Regions from separate parts of the Mus musculus genome. Here region 2 is linked to region 1. A link is a contact called in public HiChIP or PLAC-seq data. All regions are on one chromosome and are shown on one strand. The core of a region is the stretch at or near the end of the contact, and the rest is flanking DNA. Distances in the headings are between cores, read along the strand shown. Region 1 overlaps Gm36865 (a long non-coding RNA gene). Region 2 has its middle 12 kb from the start of Gm20083.

What was found. HiChIP or PLAC-seq counts read pairs in DNA pulled down with a chosen protein or histone mark.
Region 2: an H3K27ac HiChIP or PLAC-seq map of stem cell-derived neural progenitor cells shows a contact between it and region 1, with 5 times the contacts expected there. The contact joins two enhancer-like sites. A contact is called at or near these places in 1 of 15 datasets of contacts at CTCF or cohesin (the NIH/3T3 cell line) and 1 of 115 datasets of contacts at active chromatin or transcription factors (stem cell-derived neural progenitor cells).

What each region holds. Positions count from the first base shown.
Region 1 is chr7:72,770,848-72,776,080 of GRCm38.p6, forward strand. All of the region lies in intron 3 of Gm36865 (a long non-coding RNA gene), which reads right to left. Among named protein-coding and RNA genes, the nearest start is that of Gm36865, 53 kb to the right of the region's middle. Within about 2 kb of position 3,339, at least 23 of the 459 cell types and tissues checked have an H3K27ac peak or open chromatin away from gene starts, as enhancers often do. A contact at or near this core is called in stem cell-derived neural progenitor cells, where this site is marked.
Region 2 is chr7:73,193,521-73,198,720 of GRCm38.p6, forward strand. No RefSeq gene overlaps it. Among named protein-coding and RNA genes, the nearest start is that of Gm20083, 12 kb to the left of the region's middle. Within about 2 kb of position 3,666, at least 88 of the 459 cell types and tissues checked have an H3K27ac peak or open chromatin away from gene starts, as enhancers often do. A contact at or near this core is called in stem cell-derived neural progenitor cells, where this site is marked.

The DNA of each region.
Region 1 (5,233 bases), core at 2,089-4,588:
AATAGCCTTTAAATACCTCTCCCTTATCTCAGAAAGTAGAATACAAATGAGACATTTGCTCACTGCCTTAAAGGCAGCCCCTCTTCCTCCTTGTGTAGGAATTAATTGCACACCTCCAGGGGTTTTACTGAAGGGGGACCAGGGAATTTCCCTTCCCTTCTAATCCTATGTGACTTTTATGTTCTTTATTACTCCAGGCTGCTGCTAGGAGCTGGACTGGCTTTGGACTGAGAAGTCCCAAGGTGGAGAGCTTCCCAAAGAACAGAATCCAAGCAGTGCCAGCAAAGGCTGTGGGTGGAGGCACCCCTATTGCCTGTGCTCATTACCCAAGAACCAAGAGCGCGGTGATAACAAAGCATCGTCCTTGTCTTGATCGTGATATGCATCATAGAGATGGACAAAGAACCCAGCATAGATCAAGGTGACCAGAGCAATCACTCTGGGTACCAATTCACTTTTGCCACTGATCAGATGGAATTCAGAGACACAGCCCAGTGTTCCCTCTGCCTTTGATATCTGTCAAAGACTGTGCATCTGTCAAGAATTTCTCATTCTGCTCTCAGGACTCTAATCCAGAAGCTACAAAACAACTATTTCTCTGGTTAAGCCACTGCTGCTAAAATTCAAGATGCCCCTAACTTATTGAGGATAGCTTTTGTTGACCAGTATCAACCAGATTTCTCTGCAGGTAGCAGAGGAATAGATCGGTTAAAAAGCAACATGGAAAGTGAGTGGAGCCTCACTAATGGGTTGTCATCTTACTATAATCATTCGGAGGGGTGCATGACAAATGCAAGAGCTTTTGAAAGGTCATAAGGCCTTTCCTATCTATCTGAAGATCCAAGCAAACACAGTTATTAAGAGAAAAAAATGTGTCTGTATCAAACACGTATAAATTCTTGTGTCATTATTTCATAAATAATAGCATAGCAACCATTGATATTGCATGTATATGAAAACTGATCTAGAAAAGGTTTAAAGTTTGTGGAAACTTTAAATGCATAGACCAGTCACAAACATTACACCATTATATACAGACACTTGAGCATCCACACTGTTGGGTATCCTAAAGGCTACAAAATCTAATCACCATGGATACCAAGAGATGAGTTTCTAACATCTCATGAGCTATTAAGTGAGTAACAGAGCAAACTGATGGGAGCTATAAAAAAAAATCATCTTAGAGAAATTCCAGAAGAGCTACTAACATATTTCTCTAGGAAAATCCAGAATGCCTATGAAGGTATTTAACATAAGGCTCAAAGCAGTCCTGAGACTCTAGGAGGAAAAGACTCAGTGTTGTTAGTCACAGGTTCTGTTGAACCCAAATCACAAGTCTTACTGGAAAAGTGCAAAGAAAGTGAGGATGGTGGAATTGTAGAAAGGAAATGAGCAAGGGCTGGGACTCAGAAATCAGAGTCAAGGTTATAAGAGCAGATTGATCAGGTTGATCATAGACCCCACTGCTTCTTGATGCTACTTGAGCTGACCTTTGACACATCACTTTTGCTGGTAGATTTGCAAAGAAATATTTGTGTTTTCATGTTCATTGTTTCAACTCACCATCCCAGGTAGCAATATCCAATTAATTAAGCCTGGGCTATTTGACCATGTTCTAGCTGCCAGGAAGCCATCAACAACAGGCTGACTTCTTTTTTTTTTAATATTTTTATTAGGTATTTTCCTCATTTACATTTCCAATGCTATCCCAAAAGTCCCCCATACCCCCACACACACTCCCCTACTCACCCACTCCCACTTTTTGGCCCTGGCGTTCCCCTGTACTGGGCATATAAAGTTTGCAAGTCCAATGGGCCTCTCTTTCCAGTGATGGCCGACTAGGCCATCTTTTGATACATATGCAGCTAGAGTCAAGAGCTCCGGGGTACATATAGCTCTCTCTTGTGAGACTATGCCGGGGCCTAGCAAACACAGAAGTGGATGCTCACAGTCAGCTATTGGATGGATCACAGGGCCCCCAATGGAGGAGCTAGAGAAAGTACCCAAGGAGCTAAACCCTACAGGTGGACTTCTTATTTGGGCCTCTGGGTCGCTGAAGGCTGAAATGGAGCTCTAGTCTGTTGATGAAGAATCTCTCAAAATATGATGAGTTTGGTTGCAGGGTTAGCAAACAAATGAGCTTGGGGAGCCGAACCCACAAACACCTGCATTTCTGTGTAAGCAACACAGACATGAGTGTGGAGGAAAACACAGCTAAAGCAATAAAGATGTCTAAAACCACATGCCAGAGAAAGAAATTGGAAAGGTAACTCAAATATTATGTTTGCTGCTTAGAAGGAAAGTGGAAGGTCAGACTTGAAGATGAGAATGTCAGAACCCAGAGTCCATCCTGCTTTCCAAAAGGGTCTAGACCAAGGGTTGTATGCATTTAGAGCACTGTAAACATATTCAGAGAAATCTAGAGGGCAATAAGAAAGGTAAAGCAGGGAAGGTGGGCATAAAATAAATAGGTGTGATGAACTTATGCTGAGGACTAGTGTGGTTCAGTCCCACCTCTGTTCAGCTAGCAGAAAATAAACTCTTCCTTACAATTCCTTCCCGGGAGCAGTTGAAGAGAGCAGGTGACCTAACCCAGCATCCTTCTGGCCAACATTGCCTTTCAACACTAATGCACCTGTACTTATGAGCTCAATGTCACTTCTGCAGGAATCTCATGCTACAGAAGACAGAAAGAAAAGCCTATGAAATAGATCCTGAAAAATGCCCTAATACAAATAAAAACATGGAACTCATTATTGCCAAATATGACTTTTTAGACCGGTACCTCAAATGGCCTTGATTTCTGCATAGCAAAGCAATTTGTTAATAGTACAGACCTCTTCTCTGCTAGATAGTCAGTTCTCTTGATTCCATATAGTAACACAGATAAGCATATGGAAAAGATATTGCCTAAAAGTTGATAATTAGGAGGATCCTGGGATGAGACTCACTTACTCTCTCTGATGTTATCATTGAGAAATTATACAGAAAAAGAGCAATGGTCACTAGATTGACTGAGTCCTCTCTTGGCCATTCTTTTCTGTTAGAATGTATCCAGTCACAATAATGATCAGAAAGAACCATGGCTTCTTGGGCTTTCTGATATGAGCCTCTGTGATGGTTAATCTATCTCTATTACCAGCTGGAGATCAAGAAATGTGTGTGAGGGGTGTATGTGTGTGTGTGTGTGTGTGTGTGTGTGTGTGTGTGTGTGTGTGTGTGTGAGAGAGAGAATGTGTTTGACAGCCATCTATTGCTTATGCACTTAGTCCCTTGAATACATTCACTTTCTATAAGCCTTATTTTTCAAAGAAACTAGAAGACAAATGTTACTAGGATTTAAATGGTAATGTGGGCATGGATTGCACAGTCATTGCACAGCTGCACCTGGGTCTCCCGGGTTACAATACCCGTGTGTGTGTGTGTGTGTGTGTGTGTGTGTGTGTGTGTGTGTCTGTGTGTGTGTGTCTGTGTGTAATGGGGACATGTTGGGGAAGAAAGGTGAAAATATCTGCAAAGAACAAATGCAACAAACCCCCATCTCTTCTGCTTTTCTCTCAAAGGATGAGCTTAAGAGACTAAGTTTTCCCTGCCCACAGCAGCCTGCCCTTGCTTCTCCATGTTATTGGGCTCTCAAGAAGTAGCATACTCCATAGCAACCCCTCGCCTGGCCTGGGAAGAGGCCTGTACTGAATACTAAAGCCCCTGACTGGCAGCATGCATTATTCATCCTAATCATCCTTTCTGTTGTTAATGGCCTGTAAATAGTTGCTTCTGACAAGAACATTTAACACCAGCACCTAAGGGGAGGCAGGGGAGGGGAGAGAATGCAGATCATGAGAGATGAGCCTTGGGAACTGTCTGAGGCTGACTTATGACAGCAGGATGCTGGGCTGCAGAGGCTGACAAGGAGGCTAGGAGTCCAGGAAGCACTGGGGAGAGTCAAGCCCACGGGGCAGCAGACAAGACAAACTGCAGTGATGCATTGTGGGATGTTACTGTGTGGACATTAAAGGTCCTCCAAAGTTCCATATGCTAAAGGCTTAGTCGCCAGCCATGTGGTGCTTTGGGGAGGTGGTGAGCAGGCCCAGAAGGGGATGTTGGAAACCTGCTCCTATTCTTCTTTCCTTCCGCCCTCTCCCCAGCCCCAACCTCCCTGTTCTCCTCTCTTCCCTCCATCTTTCTCTTTCTCTTCTCTTCCTTTGCCCTCTGCCTCTACCTTTCCCTTTATTCCCCTCCTCCACACCCCCTCTTTCTTCCTCTTCCCACCCTACCTCTCCTCCCTTTCTCTCTTTCTACGTCCCCTTTCCCCCTCCTTCCCACGAGGTGAGGAACTTTGTGCAGCCAAATACTCTCACCATGATATCCTGCCTCACCACAAGCCATAGGACCAAACGACCATGGGCTAAAACCATTGACTCTGTGAGCCAAAATATACCCTTTGTTCTTTTAAGTTTATTCTGTCTAGTATTTTGTTCCAGTTCTAGAAACATAACTCAAGGTTAGCAGAGATGTGTGCAAAAATTGCCTGTGGAGATACCCGGTCCTTATCTGCAGCGCCTTCAGAACCCCTCCCTCTCTTGCTTCCTCTCACCTCTCTTGAGCTCCTGACAAACTGGATTTCTGTTTTCATTTCATCTCCTATGGCCCACAGAATCTGTCACCATCTGTGCCCAGAGGGAAAGGACCCACTTACTGGGTGCTGCATCTCTAAACAGGGTTTTCTAACCCTTAGTTTCTCCCTTCAGCTTTAGAATGTATTTATCCTCACCTTGTTCATGAGAATTGAATGGGAAAATGTAAGTAAACCTCATGATAAATACTCAGAAGATATCTGATAATAAGGTTCTACCCTTGCCCATTTTTCTGACCTAGGACTTAGAAATGGTCCCCACATGAAAAGTGTCTAGAGAAAGCCACACAGATGGTAGTTGAAAGAGCAAGCAAGGACAAGCTTAGATGGAGAAAGCCATTTGTCATGTCCAGATGTCCAAACGCACATAAGTACATTGATTTCTCTAAAAGTAAGGTAAAGAGGAGAATTATGGCCAGAAGAGAAATGTAGCATAAAAATTCCTGGCTTAAAGAGAGAAAGGAAAGCCAGTCCCGGTGGGGCGGGGATATGGTCCTTTCTACCTGGGAGGTTGAAGCAGGAGGATCACATGTTCAAGGCTTGCCTAGACTACACAAAGAGTTCAAGCCCCACCTGAATAACTAAGTAATAAAGAAATAA
Region 2 (5,200 bases), core at 2,416-4,915, 420 kb after region 1:
CACTCCCACTTCTTGGCCCTGGTATTCCCCTATACTGAGTCATATAAAGTTTGCAAGACCAAGGGCCCTCTCTTTCCAATGATGGCCAACTAGGCCATCTTCTGCTACATATGCAGCTAGAGACACGAGCTCTGGGGGTACTGGTTAGTTCATATTGTTGTTCCACCCATAGGGTTGAAGACCATTTTAGCTCCTTGGGTACTTTCTCTAGCTCCTCCATTGGGGGCCCTGTGAGTTCTTGAAAGCTTTAGATTCCCGTGTAGCCTACCACCCACCAGAGGTAGTAGAAAGAAAAACTTAATGGGGCAAAGGGGGATGTGTTCTGTAGGGCGATTCCAATCTTCACTGTCAGTATCAGCAGTGGTAGCTGGATCTACTCACAAACACCGTTCACCAATCAGTAACAGCAATTCGAGCCAGAAGAAACTGCAAGGCTCTGCCAATCAGCCTGAGGCCACCGAAGCTGCAAGAAGCCACTGATTATCACAAGAAGTTCTTTGGTGCATTTCTTTCCATGAAGTCATGACAAACAATGATGAGCAAAGAAGGTAAGGCAAACCAATGCCACACAGCATTGACCACTGTCTGTTGGGTTAATCTTATTCTCTTTCCAAACATCACGTGCCCTCTCAAGCATCTGTTCCAGAAAAACACCACATGCCCTTTGTCCTGGCAGCTTCCAGACAAATATGAAGTGAAAACTTCTGGTTTCTTTCAAAAGTCAGTTATATCAAATGATGCTTTGCTGGACACACAGATGAAAGAGTGCCTGGCTAAAGCAGACACGCCAAAGAACGTTTTCTTGAAGCAGACACAGGTGAAAGGATGTTTTACTCTGGCAAACACATGAAAGGATGCATGATGTTCAACGGAATGTAAATATGTCCCCACAGACAGTTGGAGCTTGAGCATTGGTTTGCTTTGCTCTGCCTTGCTATTCTTCGCTAAGGACACACATGTATTGGTGCGCCTTACACTGTGTTGCTGAGCTCTGCCTGTGGTGATGCCTTAAACTAGCCTAAGAACTTCTCCTGAGGTTCCTATGGCTTCTTGCCACTTCTGCAGCCTTGGACCAGTTGTCGAGCCTTGTGGTTTCTTCTGGATTGGACTGATCTTGCTGGTTCATGTGTGGTATCTGTTGATAGGACTGCACTATAGTTACTGATTCACATTTGGTGTTTGCTACTGGGCTGAACTGCAGATATCCTGACAATGATGCTTGACCTCACCCCCCAAGGTCTATTTCTAAACAGATCTACTTCCCCTGTGTCCTAATGACTTTTCTTTTCAACCAGCTCTGGTGGGTGGGGGGCTGGAGGAGAGGTTGAATCCTTATTAAAGTAGGTCAAGAAAAATGTATACCTACAAAACATCCTCCCACGTGTCTGCTTCAGCACAATGTCCTCTCCTAAGACAGTCTCCGGGAAGACATCACGTGACGCGACTGAGTCTCCAAAGAAACCAGAAATTTCACTTCAGCTGTTTGTGAGCTGAGGATGAGACAAAGTTGGCAGAGTACAGGCCTTGTGTTCAGTCCCTAGCATCACATAAGACTAAAGATGGCACATTCCTGTAATCCTAGTCCTCAGGAGGTAGAGGCAGGAGGATCAGGAGTTCAAAGTCACTCTCAACACATAGCAAGTTGTTGAGGCCAGCCTGTGATATATGAGTCTCTCTCAAAAGGAATGCATTCCCTTTTGCCCTCAGCATACACACACACACACACACACACACACACACACAGAGAGAGAGAGAGAGAGAGAGAGAGAGAGAGAGAGAGAGCACTTAGGCGCTTACATTTTCACCTCCATACAAACTAGCTCTTGAACAAATTAACATTCCAACCTGATTCCTACATTTCTATTGGTACAAATGTGCTATGTTTTGCTAACAAAGGGTCCCTCATTCTGGTTCTCACCCTTTGACACTTCAGGCTTGCTTTCTTCTTGCTCTAGCAAACCCCAAGTGAATGTTCAGCACCCTGCTGATAGGAACTGTCACCACTTCCCCTTGAAGACAGAACACTAACAGCAGTCTGGCTTGACTCACTTTTTTGCTTCTTATTCACGTAAATAAAGTGTCCATCATGGTGCTTCACACGTAAGAAGCACAAGTAGGGGCTAGGGAGAGGACTCGGCATAAAGTGCTTGCTGCACAAGTATGAAAGCCAGACCTCAGATCCCCAGAAGCCAGGAAAGTACCAGGTAGATAGAGTATAGTGGCACACATGTAATTCCAGGGCTTGAAAGGATGCGATGGGGAATCCCTAGAACATGCAAAGCTAGCTAGATTGTCATTGTGGTGAGCTCTGGGTTCAAATGAGATACCCTGTCTCAGTGAATAAGGTTCTGGGCCATCAAGAACAACTTGATGTCAATTTTGGGCCTCCACTCATATACAAATACACATGCATGCACAACCACACACGTGCACTCAGACTCATGCAAACATGCATATACACATGTACACACACCATACTCACATACAAGTGCCAAAAATGGACCAACGAATAGTAGTTCTAGTCATAAGACCTCCCCCAAGAAACAGACAAAACATATTATATGCATAGCAAATTGTATTTCAGACACATATTTTTAAAAATATAGAAATAGTTTGTTATATTTATTTGTATATACACACATCCATACTTTGCGTGCATACACGTGCATATGCTAGAGTGCACACATGTTATAGAATTTAATTCTCACCTTTTTTGTTTGTTTGTTTGTTTTGTTTTGTTTTTCGAAACAGGGTTTCTCTGTGTAGCCCTGGCTGTCCTGGAACTCACTCTGTGGATCAAGCCTCGAACTCAGAAATTCACCTGCCTCTGCCTCCCAAGTGCTGGAATTAAAGGCGTGTGCCACCATGCCCGACTTAATTCTCACCTTCTATCATGTGGGTCCTGAGGATCAAATTCAGCTCATCAGGCTTGGTGACTGGTGTCTTTACCACTGAGCTGTCTTGCTGGTCCTGGTGTAGTCGTTGAACATATATTGGTTCAAAGGGAAATTCTCTCTATAAAATCCATACTGTAAGACATCTTCCGAGGGCTCACAAGTTTGAATCACCTTGATTACCAGGTGGTGGTAATATTTAGGGAGGCTGTGGAATGTTTAGAAGGTAGAACCTATCTGGGGGAAGTGAGTCCCTGGAGATTTGGGGGACAGGCCCACTTCCTACTTTCTTAACCACTCAGATGTGGCAAACCTCTATAGCCAAGCCTCACACTATTCTTTGTAGGATATCTGCTTTCCACAACAAGAAAAGTAACTAATGTAGTTGGGTCCTTTGTAGAGCAGGCTTCTCGAGCATTCTCTCACCGCAGATGGCATTGCCAAAGCAAAGACTGCTCACACCCGCACCCCCACCCCTACCCCCAGCCATACTGCACAGAACAGCTTCTGCCTCCCAGAGTCAAAGGCTCCCTGAGCATCCACCGTGTCCCTCCACTGCCTGAGTTGCCCGTTCACCATTCACCCTTGGGGCTGCCAGGGAGTCTCTCCCTTGGCTCTGTCCACACGATCCCATGTGGGGTGTCTCCCACATGAATTGGACCTTTGTTCCATCCAACCTGTGTTGAAATTTACGAGCCTGAGACAAAGGCGCTCACTGTACCCTCGTCTTGGCTGTGCCCAGGATACTAATTACCCAACAACAGCAGTTCATTGCTCTGGGAGCACACGTGGGAGAAAGTTACCAGCTCTGATTAAGGAGCCCCATGGGAGGACGCTGACAATGATCTTCATTCTCTCTCTGAAGTTGCTCTGGGGCTGGGAGTGCAGCTCTGGGGTTGACAGTTCTCACTTTGCATGCGCAAGTGTCCTGGGCCTCTCTTCTGTCCCTATCATCAGGGGTCGCTCTGCCTTGGTGTTGCAGGACACTAAGAGAGTTGCCAGATGGGCACGGTGCCAGATCAGGCTTTGCATGTACTGGGTTCATACTGTGCAAAATTGCCTTTTGTATCTGAGTCCTCTTTCTGAGCCAGCTGTACAAGGTGAGTGGACCATTTCCACTAACACAAGCATCTCCGTGCAACCAAAAGCCCAGAAGTCCAAACTCAGGCGAAGAGGGAGCTGGATTACAACCCAGATAGATCAAGGGCAAAAGCCACAGCCCTGCTTTCAGAATAAACTAGAAAAAGCAAGGCTTTTCCCCAGATCACTGTGCTCGGGTGAGCCCTAGAGTGTTTCAAGAACTCAATTCACGTGTCAGACAGGTGGCCAGCACACGTCTAGCATTCATGTCTCTGAATTCAGAACCTAGAACCATCTAGAACTCACTCATCATTGCCTGGACTTTCCAGGGACATTTCTTCACTGACCATTGACCAGTCTGTAGTGAACAAAAGGATACAATGAATTCTGAGGCACCCCTGAGACCTTGAACTCTGCAAGCCAAATGTAACGGAGTGGATGGTAGCACCTCTGTGAGCAGACACATCACTCTACTTCCACTGCAAAGGAAGGCCTTATCCATTCATTTCAACTGGAGTCTTCCATTCGATCATGGGTATGGAAGGGAAATGTTCGTCTTTCCCCATCCAATCAAATAACCCCAGGGAGATATGAACTTATTCCCACTGCAGTGTGCTGCTAAGTTATGAAGTCTTCCCTGGTGGAAGACTAGTGACTCATGTACCTACCTGGAAGTTCACCAGTGGCCCCACAGTGTGGAGGTGGGGTTTGACATAACAGGCCAGGTATGCTGAAATCTATCTAAGAGATTTGGCGCTGGAAGGAAACACTGGCAACACAGACTAAAACTGCAATAAAATAAACACTGCCTAGCCCTCTTCCCTGGCCTGCAGGAAATCGGGTTGCTCTTGATGAAAGTGGGGCAGACAGCCAAGTCGATCCTAGCACCCTGTGTAATGCCTCTCTGTATGTTTTCGTGCAGCTTTGCCCTGACCACAACACAAGGTTTGCTACCGGCAGACAATCCTTTTCTGTAAGTGACAGGGGACAGGGAGGTAGGCAAGGTGCCCGTGAGTGGAAGTAACCAAGATTCGAGGCCGTAGCAAAGAATTAAACCCCTCAGAGTCATGTGGGAGGCACGGAGGTCAAACTTTACTAAGTTTCCAGAGAATAAAGTAGAGGTTAATGTAATCCTAAACAGACTCTTCCCCCCTTCACTTTTATTCCAATGATGGCCAAATGGGGCTTGGGAAATGACTCTGTTTGCCTTGCAAGCACAGGAACCT